Linked DNA regions of Mus musculus: all the other regions are linked to region 2. A link is a contact called in public HiChIP or PLAC-seq and promoter capture Hi-C data. All regions are on one chromosome and are shown on one strand. Each heading gives the region's core, a stretch centred on a gene start, on an enhancer-like site or on the middle of the called end of the contact. The rest is flanking DNA. Distances are from core to core; before and after follow the strand shown.

Evidence for each region. Promoter capture Hi-C pulls out the DNA fragments that hold promoters and counts their contacts. HiChIP or PLAC-seq counts read pairs in DNA pulled down with a chosen protein or histone mark.
Region 1: a contact with region 2 is called in a promoter capture Hi-C map of embryonic stem cells, with 2.8 times the contacts expected there. The contact joins the promoter of Zfp287 here to the promoter of Specc1 in region 2. A contact is called at or near these places in 2 of 39 promoter capture datasets (embryonic stem cells and pre-B cells) and 1 of 9 other capture datasets (embryonic stem cells).
Region 3: a contact with region 2 is called in a promoter capture Hi-C map of embryonic stem cells, with 3 times the contacts expected there. The contact joins the promoter of Trpv2 here to the promoter of Specc1 in region 2. A contact is called at or near these places in 5 of 39 promoter capture datasets (cranial neural crest, embryonic stem cells, hematopoietic stem and progenitor cells and 1 more), 1 of 15 datasets of contacts at CTCF or cohesin (large pre-B cells), 8 of 484 Hi-C or Micro-C datasets (the HL-1 cell line, cerebellum, cerebral cortex and 3 more), 8 of 115 datasets of contacts at active chromatin or transcription factors (SST interneurons, bone marrow-derived macrophages, embryonic basal ganglia and 5 more) and 2 of 9 other capture datasets (adipose tissue and liver).
Region 4: a promoter capture Hi-C map of erythroid cells shows a contact between it and region 2, with 11 times the contacts expected there. The contact joins the promoter of Ubb here to the promoter of Specc1 in region 2. A contact is called at or near these places in 2 of 39 promoter capture datasets (embryonic stem cells and erythroid cells) and 9 of 115 datasets of contacts at active chromatin or transcription factors (astrocytes, differentiating embryonic stem cells, extraembryonic endoderm stem cells and 6 more).
Region 5: a promoter capture Hi-C map of embryonic stem cells shows a contact between it and region 2, with 4 times the contacts expected there. The contact joins the promoter of Lrrc75a here to the promoter of Specc1 in region 2. A contact is called at or near these places in 4 of 39 promoter capture datasets (cranial neural crest, embryonic stem cells, hippocampal neurons and 1 more), 1 of 484 Hi-C or Micro-C datasets (embryonic stem cells) and 1 of 9 other capture datasets (embryonic stem cells).
Region 6: an HNF4G HiChIP or PLAC-seq map of pancreatic cancer cells shows a contact between it and region 2. The contact joins the enhancer-like site here to the promoter of Specc1 in region 2. A contact is called at or near these places in 2 of 39 promoter capture datasets (cranial neural crest and pre-B cells), 1 of 484 Hi-C or Micro-C datasets (cerebellum) and 3 of 115 datasets of contacts at active chromatin or transcription factors (embryonic forebrain, microglia and pancreatic cancer cells).

The regions. Positions count from the first base shown.
Region 1 is chr11:62,730,405-62,734,458 of GRCm38.p6, forward strand. Zfp287 (zinc finger protein 287) reads right to left here and starts at 1,492. Exons shown (of 6, transcript NM_133208.3): 1 at 1,263-1,492.
Region 2 is chr11:61,954,778-61,958,593 of GRCm38.p6, forward strand. It overlaps Specc1 (sperm antigen with calponin homology and coiled-coil domains 1), which reads left to right and starts at 1,986. Exons shown (of 15, transcript NM_001281818.1): 1 at 1,986-2,112.
Region 3 is chr11:62,573,385-62,577,248 of GRCm38.p6, forward strand. Trpv2 (transient receptor potential cation channel, subfamily V, member 2) reads left to right here and starts at 2,243. Exons shown (of 15, transcript NM_001382489.1): 1 at 2,243-2,741.
Region 4 is chr11:62,549,371-62,553,016 of GRCm38.p6, forward strand. Ubb (ubiquitin B) reads left to right here and starts at 1,801. Exons shown (of 2, transcript NM_011664.4): 1 at 1,801-2,225; 2 at 2,770-3,646. The coding sequence starts at 2,776.
Region 5 is chr11:62,646,487-62,650,463 of GRCm38.p6, forward strand. It overlaps Lrrc75a (leucine rich repeat containing 75A), which reads right to left and starts at 2,037. Exons shown (of 4, transcript NM_198861.1): 1 at 1,659-2,037. The coding sequence starts at 1,904. It overlaps Mmgt2 (membrane magnesium transporter 2), which reads left to right and starts at 2,178. Exons shown (of 2, transcript NM_175002.2): 1 at 2,178-2,370.
Region 6 is chr11:62,492,745-62,496,640 of GRCm38.p6, forward strand. All of the region lies in intron 2 of Pigl (phosphatidylinositol glycan anchor biosynthesis, class L), which reads left to right. Among named protein-coding and RNA genes, the nearest start is that of Pigl, 36 kb to the left of the region's middle. Within about 2 kb of position 2,272, at least 274 of the 459 cell types and tissues checked have an H3K27ac peak or open chromatin away from gene starts, as enhancers often do. A contact at or near this core is called in pancreatic cancer cells and pre-B cells, where this site is marked.

The DNA.
Region 1 (4,054 bases), core at 242-2,741, 780 kb after region 2:
GGTATAATCTTGTCTCCCTCTGAAATATAGCTTCTTGGGCAATTTCTTATTCACCTCAGTGACACTGGTTTCTTTTTAGTCACAGCTGACTATTCAGTTCCAGATGACCAGACACCAAAGATTCTTCACACAAAAGGCCAAGTTTGCGTTTCTCTCCTGCTCTTAACATCCTTCTCTTCCTAGCTCCTACAGAATAGCTCACTGAGCTTCCAACACTCAACGACTTTTCTAGCCTAAAGTTCTAATGTCCTTCTACGATCTTCCCATAACAACATGGCCAGGACTGTGACAGCAATACCCTACTTCTGGTTCCAATTTTTGTCCCAGTTAGGGTTACTACTGCTGTGATGAAACACCTTGACTAAAAATCAATCTGGGGAGGAAAGGGTTTATTTAGCTCGTGCTTCCACATCACTGTTCATCATCAAAGGAAGTCAGGGCAGGAACTCAAACAGGGCAGGAACCTGGAGGCAGGAAGTAGCTCTCAGTCTTATAGAGGCATTTCCTCTATAAGATGACCATAGCTGTGTCAAGGTGACATAAAACTATCCAGCACAAGAATGGCCCATCAGCTCAAGCATTTTTGGTGTTCTCTGCTACCCCTCATACACACAGAAGCAGACTCCTCAGAGTGCAGGATAAACACACAGAATTTACCCTGGTCTTCTTTTCCTCTATCCTTGAATTTAGAATACATTCATCCTAGACACACACACACACGATGTGTGTTTATTGATGGTGGTGTTAGAAGCAATAATTTAAGGAACCATGAGCAGAATGGTTAATTTCTAACTTGTTGAAAACTTATCACCTTGCAGAAAGAAATGTTTCAATATCCAAGTCACTAATATTCCGGATGTTCTCAGCAACAGAGCAAATTTGTGATTACTGGGACAAACTGGAGGTTTCCAAACAATCTCATAGGGGCGGGGCCAAGGCGATCTATTTATCTGCCTTGCATAGTTTGCTCTATTCCCGGAGCAGAGAAGACAAGCCTGTTAGGCTGTGATTGGAGGCCGTCTCAGGAGCTTCCTCAAGTGTAAACCGAAAGCACTATCCACCTCTCTCAAAGCCAACCTCACAAGTATCCTGACACGGAGAAGAACCCACACGTACTTGTTTGGGGCTCCAACTCCCAGCCTAGCTCATCCATAGTCATGCATGCCCTGAGGAGATGCGCCCGCCTTGCCTCCAGCCGCCTCCCCTTCCCAGCCTGCCCCGGGCCGGCCTCCCCGTGGACATTCGCGCTCGGACATCAGTACCTGTCACTCGGGCCCCGTCGGCGCAGCCCGGGCAACAATGGCGGCGGCGTGGCGGGAGCCTCCGTGGCAGGCTCGACTCAGAGCTGCATCAGGGGCTCAGCTTCACCGCTTCTCTCCCTGGGAGGAGCCGGGAGCCGTCAGTACACGCTCATTCCAGCCGGGTCCCCAGAGGCCCCGGCCGGAACCCCTAGCTCCCGGGCTTCGCAGCGACCTCGCCTCGGCGCCACTGCGCATGTGCTAGTGGAGAACGCTGCTCGTCCGTAGAGCCAATGGGAAGCCGAACCCGAGCCTTCCCATCCCGAGCCCCAGGCCCTGGACCTGTCTCTATGGCAACCTCCTCCACCCATCACCGTGACTTGCCTGTTAGCTACAAGGTTTCGACCGGAACTTTAAAGTTTACCTGGGCAGAGACAGGCCTGGCAGATGACTTGGATGTCAGGGCTGCAATAGCAGTACCTGGGAAACCATTTGGAGAGTAAAGCCGGATTCTTACAACGCAGAAATAGACAGGCATCAAGTATGTGGCTTGTAGGGAGGAAACCCCACAGTGCTCTTTCTAGATGGACTGTAGTGCATAATTCCTAATGGCTCTGATTGTCACCTCTAGAATCCGACACTGAGACCTCCAGATTCAACTAACAGACAAATTCTCTGTCTTCAGCATTTCTCTTAGCTCCTTCTGTTCTGTGGATTCTTTGGTTTGTTTTTTGATGGCATCCTGAACTTCTTGGACATCATAATACTCATTTTAAAAAGTCCTTCTTGAATTTAGGTACAGTAGTCAACCTCGTCTCCCATCCTTGATAGTCTTTCTTCTGCCTGGCTGAGTCCATTGGTGATGTTTCTATTGTTTTTCTGTTCCACTCACTGAGTTTTTTAATTTTTTTAGCATTTCTGTGTGGGCTCCCTCCCTCCTCAAAATACTGATTTCTTTCCCTGCTTATGTTCACAAAACAAACAAACAAACAAAAAAACAAAACAAAAAAACCAGGTTAGATTCACTGGGCCACCAAAACCAAACACAAAAGTAGGAGAGAGGTGGATCTCTGTGAAGTTTGAGGCCAGCCTAGTCTACACAACCATTCAAGGCTAGCATGGGCTACATAATGAGAGGAGGAAAAGGATGAAGAAATGGATTAGTGGTTATGAGTGCTTATGATTCATACAAAGACTCTGGTTTCAGTTCCCAGCACCCACGTGATGACTCAAAGTCTGTAACTCCAGTTCCAGCGGCTCTGATGCCACTTTTGACTTCCACAGTCTCCTGTGATACGCATACACAACACACACACACACACAATTAAGTAAATTCTAAGAAAAATAAATAACATTATTATGTACAGCTTTGAAAATAAGTGTGAAATACCAACCAGTCAGTAGTAGGAGAAAAGAAGTCAAGATCAGGGCAGTAATTAATGTTGATGGACATTAAGCTGACTCATGTTCCTTGTGCTTGTGAAAGGAGTAACAACAAACACAGATGTACAAGCACATGCACAGTAAAGTGCAGATGCCTTTAGGTGTGTGCCTAGGAGTGGTATAGTCAGGTCATATGGAAGATTTATTTTTTTATTTTTGAGACAGGGTTTCTCTGTGTAGCCCTGGCTGTCTTGGAACTCACTCTGTAAACCAGGCTGGCCTCGAACTCAGTAATCCACCTGCCTTATTTTTTATTTTTATTTTTATTTGATAAGCCTCTGCATTGATTTCCATAGTGCCTGAAGCACATTACATGCTCACCAACCATGGATAAGGTAGCCTCTTTCTCTGCAACCTTAAAAGCATTTGTTGACGTTTGTTTTCTTCCAATAGCTATTCTGACTGGAGTGAGATAGAATCTCAAAGTAGTGTTTTTCTGATGGCTAAGGAAGTCAAACACATTAAAAAGTGTTATTGGTCATTTTTATGTCTTCTATTGAGAATCGAGTTCATTGGCCCATTTACTGCCTGGTGTTTAATTTCTGCACAGTTCTGTATATAGTCCAGACTAGTGGTTCTCAACCTGAGTTGTGACCCTTTGGAGGTTGAATGACCCTTTCACAAAAGGTTGCCTAAGACCATTGGAAAACACAGATATTTACATTATGATTCATAACAGCAGCAAAATTACAGTTATGAAGTAGCAATGAAAATAATGTTATGGTTGGGGGTGGGGTCACCACAACATGAGTAACTATAATAAAGTTTCACAACATTAGGAAGGTTGAGGATCAGTTTGTCAATTTCTGAGTCTAGTTTCTGTGCCATTCAGAAATTTCTTGCATAAACCTGTATCCCAAAGTTTTTCTTCTATATTCCTTTAGCGGTTTCAACAGTTGTGATTTTAAGCTAGGGCCTTTGATGCCATTTGAACTGATAATTTGGTTTGTGATGAGAGATCTGGATATAATTTTATCCTGAAGGTGAGTATCTAGTTTTACCAGCACCATTTATTGAACAGCGTGTCTATGCCTGTACCCTCTGTTATGTTTCATTGATGTGTGTTTGTTTTTGTCACTATGACTCTGTTGCGTATCTTGAAGCTAGGTCATGTGATAATTTTGTGTCTTTCTACTTATAACCGATTTGGCAATCCACGGTTCTTGCATTTCCATATGAACTTTATGAGAGGTTTTTCTGAGACAACTCTATGGTTATTTTTGTAGTTGTTGCACCAGTTTATACTCCGACTGTCTTAGCTCGGGTTACTGTTATTGAGATGAAACAGGAGGCAGCAGACTGGAGCTAGAAGAAGTCTAATTGTGCGTACAACATTGGGGACAACATTGGGGACAGGAGAAGACAAGGTTGGA
Region 2 (3,816 bases), core at 736-3,235:
CACACACACACACACACACACACACACACACACACACACACACGGCCTCCTGCTCACTCTCATGAATCTCATCCTCTCTTCTTTTCCAGAGAAAACCCTTTTGACTTTCTTCCCTCTACTAAAGGAAACCTTCATTTCCCTTCTTTTATACTTCTCTCATCTTACAGTGTGGGGTGGGGTGGAGCTGGGCGGGGCTGGGTGGGGTGGGGTGGGGGCTGCTTCCATCCTGGCCAGGATTCCCATCCTTTCCCTTTTATACATGCACAGTCTGCTGAGCAGTCATGCAGAGTTAACTTTTCCTGACTGCCCTTCAGTGGTATTCTTTCCATAAATATTTAACATGCTGAAGTTTCTTCCACCACGAAAGCAAAGCAAAACACCAACAAAGGCCAGCCCAACACCCAAACCCTCCTTCAACAGCCTTTCCACCTCTACTACCCGGGCGTCTCTTCCCCTCCCCACCTCATCTAGAAAGAATTGTCTGTGTTTCACTCTCACTACCTCAAGCATGACTCATGGTCCTGCCATTCTGTTCATGCATATTTAATAGTCGTAGGTGACTTTTATGTTAATAAATACAGAACATGTTCTTTAGTCTCTGGACAAAGCGTTCACCCCCAGGGGAGGGAGAACCAGGCTGAGAGAAAGGACAACCCTGAACTCGGTCTTGACCTTGTTCAATTCCAGGGCCTCAGAGGTGTCCTAGAGATGTTGGGGAATGAGGGCTAAAGTGAGGGAGAGGTCTAAGCTGGAACATAAACGGTCCCTGCAGTGTATCCACAGAAGCGTGTGTGTGTGTGTGTGTGTGTGTGTGTGTGTGTGTGTGTGTAGATAATCAATGTCAAATGAGTCATGGAGTTATTTGAGGGGAACAAGGGAAACCTAGACAAGTTCTCAAACTTGAATCTATTTCAAAATTATGTCAAGAATTTATATGTAAAAGTACAAATTTCTGGATCCCACCTTTACAGAGGGTGTTTTTCTCTTTTGAATCTAGTAAAACTAAATAGTGCATGAGTGTAGCTCCCTGGTGGACCCTTATTTAGCACATATGGGGCTCTGGTTTTCATCCCCAGCACCACAAAAGATGACCCAAACCAAAACCTAATATTCTCTGTAGGGTGTAGATTCTTGTACTTTAAGCAAGCTCCCGTACAATGTTGAGGGCATTGGTCTGAAATCCTCACTTTAAGAACAATGGACTGAGAGCTTGTTTGGAGACTCTACCTCAGCTACTTGAATACCCTTGATCTAAGACGGGTCTTCCGATCCTCGTGGAAGGTCATCAAGTACATAGTTTGTACACCTGGACACACATGGAACAGTGAGGGAGGAAGGCCAGGCAATGGTGACACTTGCTTTTAATCCCAGCACTTGGGAGGCAGAGGCAGGAGGATCCCTGTGAGTTCGAGGCCAGCTTGGTCTGCAGAGAGAGTTCCAGGACAGCCAGGGCTACACTGAGAAACCCTGTATCGGTGGGTAGGGGGAAGAGGGAGGAGGAAGAGAGGAAAGGAGAGAAGGAGAGAGGAGAGTGGACAAGGAGAGAGAGAGGGAGGAATGGAGGGAGGGACGGAGGGAGGGAGGGAGAGAGAGAGAGAGAGAGAGAGAGAGAGAGAGAGAGAGAGAGAGAGACCGGGTGGTGGTGGGCCTTTAATCCCAGAACTCAGAAGGCAGAAGCAGGTGTATCTCTCTGAATTCCAGGCTAACCTGGTCTATAAAGTGAGTTCCAGGACAGGACAGACAGAACTACATGGAGAAACCCTATCTTGACCCCCCCCCCCCCCCCATAAAAAAACAATAGTCTAAAGTGCCGAGGGGGACCCTCTTTCTTCCCCAGTGAGATGCTCCATCAACGACTACCCATCAATGGAGGTTGAGTCGATGAGAACACAAGGAAAACTTCCGGAAAGAAACCGCTAGATGAGAACGGAGGGTCTGGACTACATCTCCCAGAAAGCCCCGCACTGGCGCGCGGGCGCCCCCTGGACGTGGCCATCGGGAAGGCGCCAGCGGGATCGCCAGGACCTTCCCCAGAGCATCCGTGAGCTAGGAAAGCCGCGGTAGCTGCGGGCTGCAGCGGCGCGGGAGTCCGGTGCGAGAGAACCACGGCAGGTGAGTTGGGGTACGGGATGCTCGGTCCTCTGTTTCTCAGCTGCCTTTTCTCAAGTCTGGCGAACAAGACGGGGTGCAGGAGTCCTGGCTCGGGGACGTGGGGTGCCCTTCTGGAAAGACGCGCTGCGGTCCTGGATACCCAGGCGGCGGGCAGCGCAGGGACCGCGCTGCAGGTGGGGACCGCAGGTGGCCGGCCCTCCCCTCCGGCCGCGGGTTTGGCGCAGCAGCCTGGCACGGGGACCAGGTGGCTCGGCCGGCTGTGGCCCTGGGGAGCCCCAGCCCCCGGGACAGGTGCGTGCGCTTCGGCGGGACTGGAGTGCCGCTGAGTGTTTGTCCACAAAGCCGCTGCATCCCTGTCCTGCCCAGGTGGTCGCCTAGAGCTTGGGCTGAGGGTTTCCAGGACGCCTAGGAGCGCGGGGAACTGTGCGGATGCTGGTGCGTGTCCCCGCGGTGCGCAGGCTAGCGTGAGCGCAACAGTGCCGATCTCTTTTCCTTAATGCCCTTGGAACAAAATTAGTTTTATGTGCTTAAAAAAAACAACAACAACCAAAAAACAAAAAAACAAGTTTGACTCTGAATATCTTAGTTTGATTTTGTGGGAGCTCCAATACGCCAGCGCGCAAGTTTATATAATAAGCAGTATACGCTTTGGGGGAAAAAAAAATCCCATTGAAGGTGCTCTTCCTTGCCCTCTATCGGATGAATTATGTCGAACTGGTTGACATGGGTATCCATTAGTAACTGCGGTGGCTGGAGGCGAGAGATAAAGTGTTTTTGAGTGAAGTCACGACCGAACCCTTTTGATCAGTTTTTGGTTTCATACGATTTGGTTATCCAGTTTCAAACACGATGTTATTTCAACGTTTAAGACGGAGTTGGAGGGTGGAGACCGAGGGTTGTCAATCCTAATACCTTAGTCTAAGGAAAATAGCTTTGCATGATTAACTCAAAGCCATCAAGTTTGCTTATTGATTATTTTGAGACAGGGTCTTGCTAACTATCTCTGACGAGCCACCACATTCGCAGTCCTTTAGTTTGTGTTCCAGATAGTGTCTCCCTAGGTAGTTCTGGCTGGCCTGGAAGTGCTATGTGGCCCAGGCTGGACCCTCCTCCTTCCATTGGGAATTTCAGGAGTGAGCCACCACACTTGGCCAAAGAAAGCAGTTTTAGAGCTAACTCCGCGGCCCCTTCTGAAGCCCGCATCAGTTTTAGTTTTTAAGCTGATTTGTGGATGTGCTGGGTAGATAATTTTATTGTTTGTTAAGAAGCACCGTGGGACATTTTTGTCGTGTTTGGTTTTAGGGAAATGTTCCCCTGTCTTTTCTGTAACTGGACTTTGTTGTGTTAAATGTATTTTTATTCATACCTGATTTCTTAGACGTTAAAAGTCAGGGAAGGCTGGGTTCCCACCCACCCACCCCCACTGCTTTTGTACAACATGCATTGATAGGACCATGTAGGTTTCCTTCTTGAAAATCCCCAGCACATTATTTTGCTGGATTTTCTCACTAAAATCCTGTAATGCTTGAAAATGAATTATTTTGGAGCTATGTATAGTGGCTCATGACTGTAATTCTAGCATTCCAGACTGAGGGAAGAGGATGAGTTTGGGGCCAGCCTGTGCTACATGGCAAGACTCTGTCTCAAACAAACAGTATCAACAAGACAACAACAACAGAAGACAAACAGGGAAAACCCAGTCCT
Region 3 (3,864 bases), core at 993-3,492, 620 kb after region 2:
TACAGGACAACTTTGTGGAGTCAAGTCTGTCCTTCCAACTTTACATAGGTTCTAGGGACCAAATTCAGGTCACCAAGCTTGCATGACCAATGCCCTTTCCTGATGAGTCATCTTACTGGCTTTATTTTAAACATAAAGCCACAGCATTAAGATTTAAAAAATTCACCAGGCAGTGGTGGCACACTCCTTTAATCCCAGCACTTGAGAGGCAGAGGCAGGCGGATTTCTGAGTTCGAGTCCAGCCTGGTCTACAGAGTGAGTTCCAGGACATCCAGGGCTACACAGAGAAACCCTGCCTTGAAAAAAAAAAAGATTTAAAAAATTCTATTTCCAAGGGAACTGCAACCCTATAGGTGGAACAACAATATGAACTAACCAGTACCCCGGAGCTCTTGACTCTAGCTGTATATGTATCAAAAGATGGCCTAGTAAGCCATCACTGCAAAGAGAGGCCCATTGGACTTGCAAACTTTATATGCCCCAGTACAGGGGAACGCCAGGGCCAAAAAGGGGGAGTGGGTGGGTAGGGGATTGGGGGTGGGTGGGTATGGGGGACCTTTGGGATAGCATTGAAAATGTAAACGAGGAAAATACCTAATAAAAAAAATTCTATTTCCCATTCTGCTGCCCTCAGTTGCTTCAAGAATTCTCTTTCAGAGGCTTCACCTCACTCAGGAGAAGTTGGAGCCTTGTCTTCATAGAAAAAAAAAAAAAAAAAAAAAAAAAAAAAAAAAAAAAAAGCTAATATGAAGTAACTGCTTAAAAAAAACAGAGTTTGTTAAAGGAAATTTTAAGCATAGATTTAAACATTTATGAAGTTGATTGCTTAAATGCATATACGTGGCTTGGTTCCTGCTGCAAGGAGTCACCTCTTGGGGCCTCGCCCAGCTAAACAGAAGTGCTGGCATTACTCTGCACTTGCAGTCCTAAGCACATTTGAGCAACAGTGGATGGCTAAGTATGTTATTATAGGGGGCAGGCAGCACAGTACAAATCAGCCTCTGCCAGGGGCAAGGCAGGTGTCTTAGGAGTACGTTTCTAGGGCCCCTCCCCCCAGTTTAGGGTCTAGCTGGTCTAGCTCTACTGAGAGGAAGTGATGTTTAAACAGAAAATAGAGCAGGAAGCTGTGGTAGAGGCTGGCCTGGCATGCCCATGTTCAAGCACTATAAAACCAACAAAGAAACACAAACACAAGCAGAAGATGCTTAGAACTAAGGTATGTGGCCATGATGGCGATGCTACTGTGTGTGTGCGTATATGTGTGTGTGTGTGTGTGTGTGTGTTGCTTGTTGCTCCTAGCAGGTGAGACAGCTTGTACTACAGAGAAAACAGGACATATTTGGGAAGAGTGGAGGGCCATGCCAGCTAGTATTTGCTGAGTTTTGCCTTACAGTGGACTCATCTGAAAGATGACCAACCATGGAGGCACAGTTATAACACCAGCACTGTAGAGAGAGAGGCAGGAGGATTGCCACAGTTGGTTTCATATCAAGTCCTTGCCGCAGGTAAAAGTGTAAACCAAACTAAAATCTAAATAGCTGCCGTGGCTAATGACTGCCATACTGGACGGTACAGGTCTGGAGTGTAGCATGGTGAAGGTGACATGACTGGGGCGGGCCTCTGGGCTGCATGAGGTTGTTGTATGAAGTTTGGGTTTTATTTTTAGTGCTATGAAAAAGTGGCTTGGAGGTGGGGGTGACATTAATTAATTAATTTTTGTTATTTAGTTTTTCTTTGATTACTGATACTGGGGGTCAAACACAGGGCCTTACATATGCCACTAAGTCTACCATTAAAGCTAAACGCTGGCCCCTGGTTTATATTTTTAGCAGACCACCTTAGTTGGTATAAGAATGGGGTGTGACGTATGAGTGTAGCAGCGGAGAAGCAGGGGGACCGGTTTGGTAGAACATTCTCACGGGAGAGAAATTAGTGCTTTGGACCAATCAAACAAAATTTGGGATGTGGAGCAAGGACAGAGGTCTTCCGGCGAAAAAGAGAGGGAGAGCTGGTCCTTGTTCTCCCTGGCAGTGCCGGGGCTGTACAATTTCAGCCATTCCTGTTGGCCACACGGTTGCCACCTGCTGGCTGTTTCTGGAAGTGCCCTTGTAAATGGATACTCGGGGGATCCCTGGGGTCAGGACGCTGAGCGAATCTTCCTTAGATGGAAATAATGGCTGGATGGGTTGGGCTGCATTCTCTGGGGCAAATGCTAGACTGAACCTCTTCTCTCTCTGGGGCTATCCCATTCTTCTCTCCCTTGGGTCGGACAGTGATGAACCAAATGGCCGGGGGAGGGCACACGGTGTTAAGAATCAGGAGGGGTGGGCGTCAGTGTTTTAGGGCATGAATCCCACACCTGTGCCAGCTTCCACCCAAGCCTAGGTCCCACCACCCCAGAACTTCCTCTGACTGCCCCAGGGGCTTCTCTGGCTACAGTTGTGGGTGGAAGTGCACCGATGGAGGAGCAGGGCGTGTCTCGCGAAAGCAGGGTGTGGCCAGTGGTCCTGATGATCAGCCCAGTGGCCAGTCACTGGTCCTTGACAGGTTGGCGTTAAGCCCGCACTATCCACTGTGTGCGACGAACAGGTGGAGGGTGGACGATACAGAGAAAGCTACGGCCAGCTACGGAGGCTTCCGCGGCACTTCCTCTCTCAATCCCCGCTGCTGGAGAGTCCCGCTAGGCTTGGTGATCCTGGCTTGTAGTCTGCTGCCGCTACGCCTTGACTTCAGCCTGAGGGGTAAGTCGATGGGCTATTTCAGGATGTCCTAGGGGTTGCGTCTGGAAGTATGACAGTGAATGATTGGATTGGTCTCCCGGCATCTCCATCTTGGAATAAGGGTCTGCGTGGGATCTGGCTCCCTGAACCTCCAGGCCTCTTTCTCTGCTGCCAGAATGGGGATCCCAGGAGGTAAGGTAGACAGCCTCTGGAAGACAGTTGTTGCTGCTGGGGGTTGGGAATGATGTCAGACGCAGCGTCTGCCAGGATTTGCTTGAGGGTGGAAGCTAGACTGCGCAAAAGGAGGATGCCCATGTCCTACTAAGGTGGGCAGAGAAGTGAAACCTCAGTCAGGCCCCCTGGCTATTGTGGAAAATGCCCCACCCAGTTCTCTGAGTGTACTGGGATCCTGTAACAAATTGAGAGTGGGCCGGGGCCACACTACCGCTTCCTCTCTTGGCCCTGTTTTTTTCTGTCCCTTATTTCTACCAACCTGTTCCCTGCCCCTTTTTCCTACCCCCACTGTCTTCTGACCGGCTCTGATTCTTTCCTTCCGGTTTCTGAACTCTGAGGAAGACAGAGGCTCCCCAGCTCTAACTAGGTCCCAGCCCCGGCCACGTGATGGAGGCTGTGGTTGCTGTTTCTGTTGAGGGTGAGGTTAGCTGTCAGCTAACCCCAGACCCAGTGTGCAGTTTGAGGTGGGAAGGCAGATAGCGCTTGCCAGCTCTAAAGCCCCTTCGGAGGTGGTGTCTTATACCCTCAGATATGAGTCAGACTGGAAACGAACGTAATTGGGTTCTGAGAACTGAAGAGGACCATCAGGACACGAAGCGAGGTGGCAACTCACTTCTCTTTTCTGAGTCGCGGTTGTTCTGGCAGCAAAAGGAAGGGTCTGATAGACCAGTAGTTCCCTGGATCGCTCCCTCTCTACATTAAGGGTTTCGTGGCCTGTGCTGGCCAAACAACTGAAGTTTTATCTGTCTGTACCATTGGGCACTGGGCTTGATATCAGGTAGAGAATGGGTGGGGTTGTGAACACAAGCATTCTCACCCCTAAATAGGATTTGAGTCTTCTTGAACATCAGAAATTCCCAAGGGGGATAAAGACAGTCCTGACTTCCTGTGAGATAATATCAAAGTGACA
Region 4 (3,646 bases), core at 551-3,050, 590 kb after region 2:
TGTATTCATGTGTTTTAGGGCCTAAAGATGACACAATTTTTTTTTCTATTGTGAACAAAAATGGAAAACAGTTCCTTTTTAATTGGAGAAACATTGTTGAACTAACTCAATAAACTTCTAATCTCAAAATTTATACTGTCTTTTTTTTTTTTTAAATCTGTTTATAGAGGGCTGGAGCAGTTAAGAGCACTAGCTGCTCGATTCCCAAGCAGCCACACAAGTACTCAGCAGTCTGTATAGTTCTAGGGTATCTGGTACCCTCCTGAGCTCCTCAGGTACCAGATACACAGGTACTATATAGACATACATACAAGGAAAACACTCAGATATAAAATACTTTTTAAAAAAATCTGTTTACATCATGCTGGGCACGATGGTCCGTGTCTTTAATTCCAACACTCGGAAGACAGAACCAAGAGAATCTCTTGTGAGCTCTTGATTTACATAGTCATCCCAGGCCAACCAGGGCTACAGAGTGATGGCCAGTCTCCAAGGGGTGGGGCTAGGGGTGAACACAGCACAAGCAACAAAAACTATGCTACGGAAAAAAAAATCTATCTTGTCCAGATGCCATTCTTTTGAAATATTATTACTGGGTTGAAGTCACCAAACGATCTACTTTGAAAACAAAACAAACTAGGAAGCAATAACCCGTCTGGCAATTGCTGGAACTTACCCCAATGAAGTCATCGCATCAATCATAAGATCAGCACTCTGGCTGAGTCTGTGCCTCAAAATGTCTGACTCAGACATACTCTGCTTGTTGAAACAAGGTCCGACTCATGCTTCCTAATAAAAATAAAATACTATGCAAAGGAGACATTTTCTGAATTTCAATTCACTTCAAATAAAATTCTACCTGCTCTTTATTCTAGAAAGCAGACTTTGGGCTGGGGAATCAAACTGGAGCTTTTGGTTCATGCTAGGCAAACCAGCTATGTTCCTAACGTTTCCTTCAGTAATATGGTAATAACTCGTAAACCTTTACAGAGTGAAGTTTAATCTGTTAGCGTAGCTAGACTTCTTACTGTACGGAAGCCGGTAGCCTATGCAAACAAAACTGTTTACATGGCCATCCTCGTGACTCCGCATGACAAAGCAATCCGAGCAGTTCTGCTCCTTCCTTGTTGATCTCGATGAGGGAAAAGCAACCACACCCAAAACCTCAGAACCTAGTCCTGAGGTTGAGGTTCTAGGATTAACGGGCCCCTTCCCTTCCTTTGCACAATAGACATCCCAATGGGAGAGGTGGGTGAACCCCGGGTACTGAGTCTAATAGGCATTTCTCCTCTTTCCTTCCTTTGTTTGTAGATTGCTGGGGAGGGAGAGAATCTGTAAGTCCGGCCGGGCTCTGGGCTGGGTCTCTGGCTAAATCCTCAGCTTCCAGCCCGGCAGCCACCCCACTCCCACCCACATCTGGGCCCGTGGGCGGCTAAGCCACAAGACAAAACAACTAAAAACACTGGCTACGGAAGCATCAATGCTCATACTGGAGGGGGCCTGGGCGAAGCTAGAGTCCAGCCAGGGGGAGCAGGGTGAGGTCGCAATTCACCCTGTGGCGTAAAGCCGCCGAGCGATGGGTGCGAGAGAACCACGGGGAACTCGGGACGCGGGGTTCCGGACGCGGGAAGAGAAGACGCCCCTCCCCCACCTCAAGCAGGAAACATCAGTATTTCGCTAAGGCGAGCGCCCGCACATGCGCACTCGGTTACTTAGCAACGTCGACGTTAAACTGCCCGAGAACCGAGCCCAGCAACAATCGAGCGGCCCGCGACCTCCACCAATCAGCGTCGGCCTCATCTTTGACTCCTCACCAATCAGCGCTGGCGCCGCAAGGAGGTTTCCAGAGCTTTCGAGGGAGGGCCCTTTAACTTGGATTCATCCGCGTGATGATTTTTTCAATTTTTTGCACGAGAGGAGACGAGACGCCGGGAATACAGTGTCTCTCGTTTGGTAGTACTCTTTTCTTTGGTTCTGAAGAATCGGGAGCTCGGCAAAAACGCCTAATTGGTCTGGGGGAGGTGGGGGCCCGCGGAACTACTTTCGGTGGCGCAGGAAGACAACAGCTACGTAGGAGTGAGCAGTCACGCAACAGACGCTGCATAAATAGCGGCTCGCGCGGCCACTGAGCTCAGTGACGAGAGGCTTTGTCCGGTTCGGCGGTCTTTCTGTGAGGGTGTTTCGACGCGCTGGGCGGTTTGTGCTTTCATCACATTTGTTAACAGGTATTTGTCTACGGCGTTTGAATCATGGGAGGATTTAGAGAGGGGGCTTACGTGGTGCTAAGCGGGCCTTTTTTTTCTTGGGGTGGGGGAGGGGAGCGAGGTGACGTGACGCGGCAACGGGCCTTCCGGGAAGAGTGGGCCTTGGTCGCGTGCGCGGAGCGGGGGCGGCCCTGGCGCGCGCGCCAGGGAGCTTAACGGACGCTTAACCGATGGAGAGTCCATCGTGGTTATTTCAGTGGGGGGAGGCAGAAAAGAGGTACTTCTCACTCGGGCATTGTTTATTACTTGAATTTTTATCGATGGCTTCTGGTCTGGATATTTTTTATTTTCAATTTATCATGTCTATTGTTAGCGAACTTGGATGCCCCGCAGTTGATGAATGTTCCAAATGCCAGTTTAGTGTTTTGGAAAGGTTTAGCAGTTTGAAACCATGACAAAACAGGTTTTATGTTATGACAAAAAGGGGAGGAGTTTTGAGTAGAAGTATTTTGTAGGGAATCGAAGATTTTAGTAGGCTTTTAAATTTTTACCTTTTAAATTCAAGGTCAAAATGCAGATCTTCGTGAAGACCCTGACCGGCAAGACCATCACCCTAGAGGTGGAGCCCAGTGACACCATCGAGAACGTGAAGGCCAAGATCCAGGATAAAGAGGGCATCCCCCCTGACCAGCAGAGGCTGATCTTTGCCGGCAAGCAGCTGGAAGATGGCCGCACCCTCTCTGATTACAACATCCAGAAGGAGTCAACCCTGCACCTGGTCCTTCGCCTGAGAGGTGGCATGCAGATCTTCGTGAAGACCCTGACCGGCAAGACCATCACCCTGGAGGTGGAGCCCAGTGACACCATCGAGAACGTGAAGGCCAAGATCCAGGATAAAGAGGGCATCCCCCCTGACCAGCAGAGGCTGATCTTTGCCGGCAAGCAGCTGGAAGATGGCCGCACCCTCTCTGATTACAACATCCAGAAAGAGTCAACCCTGCACCTGGTCCTCCGTCTGAGGGGTGGCATGCAGATCTTCGTGAAGACCCTGACTGGCAAGACCATCACCCTGGAGGTGGAGCCCAGTGACACCATCGAGAACGTGAAGGCCAAGATCCAGGATAAAGAGGGCATCCCCCCTGACCAGCAGAGGCTGATCTTTGCCGGCAAGCAGCTGGAAGATGGCCGCACCCTCTCTGATTACAACATCCAGAAGGAGTCAACCCTGCACCTGGTCCTTCGCCTGAGAGGTGGCATGCAGATCTTCGTGAAGACCCTGACCGGCAAGACCATCACCTTGGAGGTGGAGCCCAGTGACACCATCGAGAATGTGAAGGCCAAGATCCAGGATAAAGAGGGCATCCCCCCTGACCAGCAGAGGCTGATCTTTGCCGGCAAGCAGCTAGAAGATGGCCGCACTCTCTCTGATTACAACATCCAGA
Region 5 (3,977 bases), core at 787-3,286, 690 kb after region 2:
GGTGCCAGAGAGAGAGCCAAAGACACACAAGCGGAAGACCCTAAAGGGAGAGGGCCAGGTCCCACAATGCGATGTGTAATTTTACTGGATACCCCTAACATCAGCCTCCTCCCTGAGACCCTCGGCTCCCTCCAGTGGGCTCCTAACTGGTGCTTGCCAATGTTGCCTTAATTTTCTCCCCTACCCCTCAATAAGGGCTTGTCAGTTTCTTCCTTGCTTTGGTGTTCTTCAGGGCTGGGGAAGCTGCATGTGATTGGTACAACCCTCTTACTGCCTATTGCACAGACAGCTAATGACGGTCTGGAAAATCCATTTTTGCATGTGAAAGTGACAGAATTACCATGGAGGCCATACAAGGTTGGCTTTTGATTTTCAAAAGACAGAGAAATACACACCACTAAAGTTACATGGTGTAAAATGCTATCTTTCTTTGATGATTCAACCCAGAGAAGGTATCTGAGGGTACAGCAGCCTCTAGAGAATCACTGTGGCTGTTGTCAGGAAAACTAGAGGCAAAGGTGGAAGGCTTACACCTCCCCAAGTCCTCAAGTCTCTACTTCTCTTTCTTTTGCAGTGCACACACCTTAGGAACAAACTCCAGAGAAACATTATAGGGTGTGAGGGAAGCCATGGTTCAGAATCCAGGGAGATGTGGATCCAATTAGATCCTGGAAGCTCCTCCCAGGAAGTTGTCCCTACAGCTTCTTCTATCAGTAATGGGAAAACCTCACAAAGGTCAGCTGAGGTTTCCCCTCCCCCATTTTCAGCACACTGTTTATCTACAGGGGTCCTCCAAGAATATAAGGTCTGCACAAAAATATAACGTCTGTGCGAGTCCGTGACACAAAGCCAGACCAAACCGATCTGATCACTGTTCCACCGAGCACCTATGCACCCTCCTGCCTCTGCCACTCAGCAAGACCCTATAGTACAGGCTACCACTTTCCCCGGAAGAAAATGAGAAAGGAAAACAAAAAAACGAGAGGTGGGTGAGGCACCAGCCCTTCAATAGAGGGGACTATTGAAGGGGACTATTGGTCAGATGTGTAGTATGCCCCTTAGTCAGTGAATCAGGACCAGGCTGAGAGAGTACAGTACAGTTCCTGCTGGCCAAGAAACCAAGCCTAGCTTCATTCTGACCAAGACTTCTGCCGGGGTCTCACTGCAAGGACCAGCCAAAGTTAGGGGAGATGAAACCACAAGACACAATATTGGTTGCAAACGATCTAGGGGCTGAAATCTTACTGGTCCTAGGGACATACCTCAGAAGCTGGCTTAAACAGATAACTGCGCATTCCCTGGGGACCCTTGCAAGAGGGTGATAGGTTGTGAGCAGAGAGGAAGAAAACTCTGGCCCAGACCAGGCATTCCTCTCTGTATCCTCTCTCATCAACTATCCCTGGGGACTTGTGGAGGAGAGGAGCAGGGACAATGGTCCAACAGGTCCCCTTTACCTACCTGGACAGGTCAGCCTTCCTCACCCTAGCCTGAGGCCCCAAATTCAGCAGGAAACACAGAGGCACCTGCTGACACACCGCTCCATCCCCGCGAAACGGGGACCCTGGGCGGTGCCTCCCGGCGCTCTCCTGTCACCCCCCTCGTAGGGGCGGGGCGCTCCGGGAGCCGCCGCGCCCCCCATGCCCCCTCCCCGCGCTCACCTGGCGCAGGTGCTGCAGCAGCGTCCCCGCCTCCTCCCGCCGGCCCTGGCGCACCATCCGCAGCAGCTCCTGGACCATGCCGACGCGCCGGTGATAGGGGGGTAGCCCACTGCCCGCGCGCCCCGCCTTGTCCCCGGCGCGCAGCAGCAGCGACGCCCAGAAGTCGGGTCGTTCGCGGCGGGGGCCGGGCGCCGCGCCGGGGCTGGCTCTCTCCGCCAGGCTGCCCTTGGTCTGCCGAGTGCCCATGCCGCCGCCCGCCTGGGGCTGCGCGCGCCGGGCTAAGGCCGCGTCCCCCGCCGGCTTCGCGCCTCCCCGGCCGCAACTTTGGGGGAACTGTTGCGCGCGGGAGGCGCGGGCGCGGGGCGGGGGCGGGGGCGGCTGCGGCCCGCACTCCCCTCGCTCCTCCCTCCTCGCTGCCCCGGCGCGCTCTCCCGGCGCTCGCCGCCAGCCCGTCCCGGCGCTCGCCGCCAGCCCGTCGGCCCCGCCCCGCCCCGCCGGCCGCCCCGCCCCCGCGCCGCCGCGTGTCTCCCTCCCTCTCCGGCGCCCGCTCCTTCCCGCCGCGCGGCTCTGGGCTAGGGGTGCCCGGCGCCCCCGCCCTGCTTTGTCCCTGGTGCAGCGCCCCCTGCCGGACACTGTGCTGCGCCTCTTGGGGCCCGCGGCTTCCTGGCAAAGGTCAGTGAGTTCCCCGATGCTTTCCTGACTGCGCGCCTAGGTGAGGCCCAGGGATTACGGTGGTGGGAGGAGGTCGGGGCGCCGAGCGAGGGAGAGAAACTTCGGAACTTGGAGGTCCTGTTCGCCGCAGAGTCTAGATTCTCAAGAGTGGGCTCTGCAGAGAATCAGTATCTCAGATTGTCCGAGGTGCTGGTTTAAAGCGTAGTATCTCAGGCCTGGCTCAATGCCCACTGAGCAAGCCTCTTCTCCGGGCCTGGAAATGTGCATTTAGCTAGCATCTTGGGTGGTTCCGATGCTCGTTTCTTGGAGCCCCAGTGGCTTTCAGGTAGGTGATGGTAGTTGGTGCACGGACACAGATCTGGATACTCTAGTTTTGTGAACTCTGCATTCTTTTCTCCCTCCGACACTGCTGAGAGGAGACCTTTAAGTCTTCCTGCTACTACTTCAAAGCGGAAATGTGGCTTCTGGTTAGACATTCCTTGTTGCCTTCTTCTCGGGTTTCTTCTACCAACCCCCTGGGAACCCATGGTGCTTGGATAAGGTATTTTGGAGGCCCATGTGCCCTGTTCTTAGCTGTAGGAGGGGCAGCAGTTTTATTTGTATTTATTTATTTATTTTTTCTTTCTTAAGGTCGCTAGTATTGCTCTAGGCCAGAGGGCTGGAGTCCACCACCTGCTGCTGATACGTATCAGAAAAGCCTTGGGCTTCCAGATCCCTGGCTCCTTCTGGAAGGTTAGGATAGTAACACAGTAACATTTATGTCAAGAGTTGGAAGGTGAAGACTGTGTGTGTGTATTTCTGTGTCTGTTTACCCTGGTGCTTTTTTGTTTAACAAAGTTTCTCCCTGGCGTGGAACTCCCCAAGCAGGCTAGTTTGCCTGGCCAATGAACTCCACAAATCCACCTATTTTCCACCTTACTAATTTAGGATTGTTAGGTGAGTACGACCACACGACTTTTTCTTTTCTTTTTTAAAGATTTATTTATTATATGTAAGTACACTGTAGCTGTCTTCAGACACACCAAAAGAGGGCATCAGATCTCATTACGGATGGTTGTGAGCCACCATGTGGTTGCCGGGATTTGAACTCAGGACCTTCAGAAGAGCAGTCAATGCTCCTCCCCACTGAGCCAGCTCACCAGTCCTTTTTTTTTTTTTTTTTTTAAGGTAGATCACATTATGTATCCCTGGCTAATCTGGAACCTTTTACATAGACTAGGCTGGCCTCGAGTTTACAGATTTACCTGACTCTGACTCCTGAGTGCTGGGGTTATAGGGGCGTGTGACAATTTTTCTTTAAAAATTAAAAAAAATTATAAATTAAAATCTTTAAATTAATTTAGAGCTTAATTCTTTTTAAAAATGAGTCATGGATACCAAACTCAGTCCTGCTTGCAAGGCAAGCATTTTTACCCACTGAGCTGTCTCTTAGACCGGTGAATACTTTTTGGAAAAAAAAAATGTAATGACACTTGTTATTCATTCAGGACCATCCTCAGTAGGGTTTGGCACTAGGGGAGAGAGACCCAGCTTGGTTTTGAGTTTATAGCGAAGCAGCTGGGGTGGGTGTTGATGGATGGGAAATGACAAAGGGAAAGCACCATCTATAAAGGGATTCTAGCTAAACTGGTCTAACAGAATTGCCAG
Region 6 (3,896 bases), core at 1,022-3,521, 540 kb after region 2:
GAGGATTCTTTCCTTGTATCCTTTAAATTGTTTGTTTCTTTGTTGTTTGTTTTGGGGTCTTTTTGTTTTGTTTTGTTTTAATATATACATGGGTGTTTTGCCTGCATGTATGTCCGTGTACCACCTGTAAGCAGTTCCTGTGGAGGGCAGAAGAGGATGTGGGATCCCTTGGGACTAGAGTTATAAAGGGTTTTGAACCACCTTGTCAGTGCTTGGAATACACCTCTCTGGTCCTCTGAAAGAGCAGCCAATATTCTAAATCACTGACCCATCTCTCAGGCCAAGGTGGCTTCCTTTCTTCTCCCAGAGATACTTAGCAGCCTGTGCTATATGGGTTCAACCTAACAGAGAGTGGTTGGCTAGTGCACCCAGGGGCTGCTCTCATCCCCCTTCCTTAAAATTGAGTCTAAAGTTACTTGTAAGTTGGAGTCTCTTAGGACAAAGCATGGCCAGAAAAAACACTGTTTTATATACTGTGGAATAGCGTAGAGCAGATTGCAGCCTGTTCTCAACACCACACTAAACAACACACTGGCAAACTATGAAGTAAAATTTCCTATAAGAGTGCTGCAAGCTTTGTTGCAACAATATGAAGGATGTCTTTGAGAAGGAGAAGCACAGACTACTGATTTCTGTACAGCACTGTGATTCACAATGCCTCAGCAACCTCTGGGTACCTTTTACAAAATGCCAAAGAAAAAGTGGTGGCACATGCCTTTAATCCCAGGACTTGGGAGACAGAGACAGGTGGATCTCCAAGTATGAGGCCAGCCTGGTCTACAGGACTCCACAGGAGTTTGGGCATCTTTCATAAAGCACACAAGGGTCTCCAGTCTACAAGCAGCAGCAGTACTTACAGGTATGTAGAACAGACAGAAACAGGGCCCCAGTGTTCCAGGCTGAACTAACTACTAATTGGTACAACCCATGTATCCAGCAGGCCTTTTCTTCCTCTGTTTTTGGTTTTTGTTTTTTGTCTTTGTTTTTTTTGTTTTTTGTTTTTTTCTAGACAGGATTTCTCTGTGTAGACCAGGCTGGCCTTGAACTCAGAAATTCACCTGCCTCTGCCTCCTAAGTGCTGGGATTAAAGGCGTGGGCCACCGCGCCCAGCTCTTCCTCTGTTTTAGTGTCTTGGAAGAAGGTAAGTGGTCATAAACCCTCCTGCGTCAGCCTGTAGAAGCTTCAGCATACCTGCAAGGACAAGGCCCTGTGACCTGCGGACAGTATTAAGGAAATATTTCCTACAAGTACCTACACTTGTGATTTCCTGGCTCATTTTGCATCGAAGGCTAAAAGAAAAGGCCATTTTATGATTCCACTTGGGAGAGGGAAGCCCTGTGCAGAAAGGGGTCTGTTGGGACATTTAATCAAGGTGCTGACTGTTCCGCTCTCAGGGCATGTTCTTCCTTCTCCTCGTCCTTCTTTCCATTGTTTTATTTCCCCTCTAGGTTTGTCTCACTCTAGAGCCATGGTTCTCCACCTTCCTGATGCTGAGACCCTTTAATACAGTTCCTCATGTGTGGGGACCCCAACCAGAACATTATTTTGTTGCTATTTCAACTGTAACTTTGCCACTGTTATTTATCATGCAATGCTAAGAAACATGTATAACTAGCCATTAGAAATATGCAAATTAGTCAGGTGGTGGTAGCACACACTCTGATCATAGTGCTCAGGAGGCAGAGGCAGGCAGATTTTTTGTGAGTTCAAGGCTACCCTGGTCTACCGAGTGAGTTCTGGGACAGCCAAGGCTTCATAGAGAAACCCTGTCTCAAGAAAACAACAACAAAGAATCATAGATATCTGATATGCACAATATCTCATCTTCAACGCCAAAGGGGATGAGACCCACAAATTGAGAACCACTGCCCTTACTCCACAGAAGTTACTGAACCCTGCTTTCAACTGTTGGGTCCAACCTTTTAGCTTAGATCCATTTCCCTTGTCTTCCCTGGTCCTCCTGTGCTCCAGCAGGAACGCTGCAGGATGGCCTCAGCATGGGGAGACAGCCCCTGCCTCCCTAAATGAGCCCTTGGTGAGGACGGGCCAACTGCTGGGCTCCAACTAAGCTTCCAGGCCCTGGGCCTGCCAAAGCCGTTACACTGAACCCTACTGACCTTTACCCACTTTAGATGACAAAGGAAGTAATTAAGTTTAGAAATGTGCCTGAAGTGGGTGGAGGAGGGGCAGCAGATTCTGCCAGCACTGTGCTAAACAAGCCACAAGACCAAATAAGGGTGTCTGAACCACTTCCATCTGTATGAGAGTTCAGAGTGCAGTGTGCAAAAGTAGGACTTGGTTCTCAGGGAGCTAAGTCGTTACCTAACCCTGCTGGAGCTCTGCTGGAGCTCTGCAGCAGCACCGGTCCTGGTCGCTTCTGCAGAGGCTGTGTCTGAGAGAAGACAAAGCAAACCTCCTCTTGCTAGTGGAGCCCAGGGGCCTCCCTTCTCAGACGTACTGACTGGAGGAGTCTCCTGCACCACAGATTCTCCAGAGTGTTTGCATGGCACTGCTGAGGGACTGTAAAAGTACCAGTAAGGACGAGTCACTAGAATGTGTGAAGGTCAGAGTTTGAGGATATTTCACTATTAGAAAAGCAAGCGTCACAGGCTGAGGCGAGCTTGTTTACTGAACACAGCAGTCCCGGGTGGAGCCGGGAGCTGGGAGCATTTTCCTGTAGCACTAACACTGTTTGCTAAGTCCACCCTCTTCCCGCTCTCAAGGGCTTGTCAAACACAAGGCCTGGCCACAGTCTTCCTCTGCTCCCCTGGATGGTGGCCATCCTCCTCCTCCTCCTCCTCCTCTTCCTCCTCCTCCTCCTCCTCCTCCTCCTCCACCTCCACCTCCTTGTCCTCCTCAGAGGCCTGCGACACTCTCAGCTCCACCAGCTGCCGGTGCGCTTCAGCAACCACTGCCAGCTAGCTGCTCATGCCGCCAGCTCATCATACTGCCTCCTTGGCTTGGAATCCCTGACCTCTTGGCTCTCCTTTCCCTGGGAAATTCCTTCATCCTGCAAGATCCCAAACCTCAGCTCCACTCAGCCCTAAGCATAAAGAGTGACCTATATCCATGTTTGGCTATTGCCTTGGGTATGATACAGAAGTGTGTACTTGGTCCATGTTAGCTAAGTGAACACTGAATTTGTTCTGAGTCTTGCCCTGATGTTTTGGGGTCCCGGGCACCCTTATCTCCAGATACTCACTGTTGTCTGACAAGCCCATGGCTCAGGCTCAGTCTACCACCTGCTTTCTAGCTCAGGGCTTCTATGACATCTCAGTCCTGGGGCACCCAAGTAAGCTCACCTTGAAGTCTGAAGAGCTAACAGGCTACAACCTGCCCTCTGTGTGGAGGTACTGTACATACAGCTTTTTAGACACCCATGGGATCTAATAAGCCATGTATCAAATCAATAAAACCACCCTCCTTCCCAGCTTCCCTCCCTCTATGGCTCACTATCCCTCCCTCTGTGCCTTCCACAGTCCTTGTCTCCAGGTGACAGTGAGGTGGCTTCAGTGTAGGCTCTGCTTTCTGGGAAGCTGAGACTTGGTTATCTCAAGGCTCCAATCTATTGGGAGCTTGTCATTTGGAGGCCCTCCCACTTTATTGCCTTGTTGTGAAAATTCAATTTCTTTTCATATTCCTATTCCTCTTTCACATGAGTTATTCTTTATGTGACAAGCAAAGGTTTAGGGGCTGGGGGCTCTTTCTGGTGTACACACTAACATTCCACGTCTTGGGTGGATCCTCACTTTCAAGTTCACAAGGATAGAGAAATCGCCCCCCTGGTGGTGAAGCTGTAGAACTGCTAGTCCTTTGGTAAGGGAGGTGAATGTAGGTTAGGTAATTCTTTTTTTTTTTCCCCTGAGACAGGGTTTCTCTGTGTAGCCCTGGCTCTC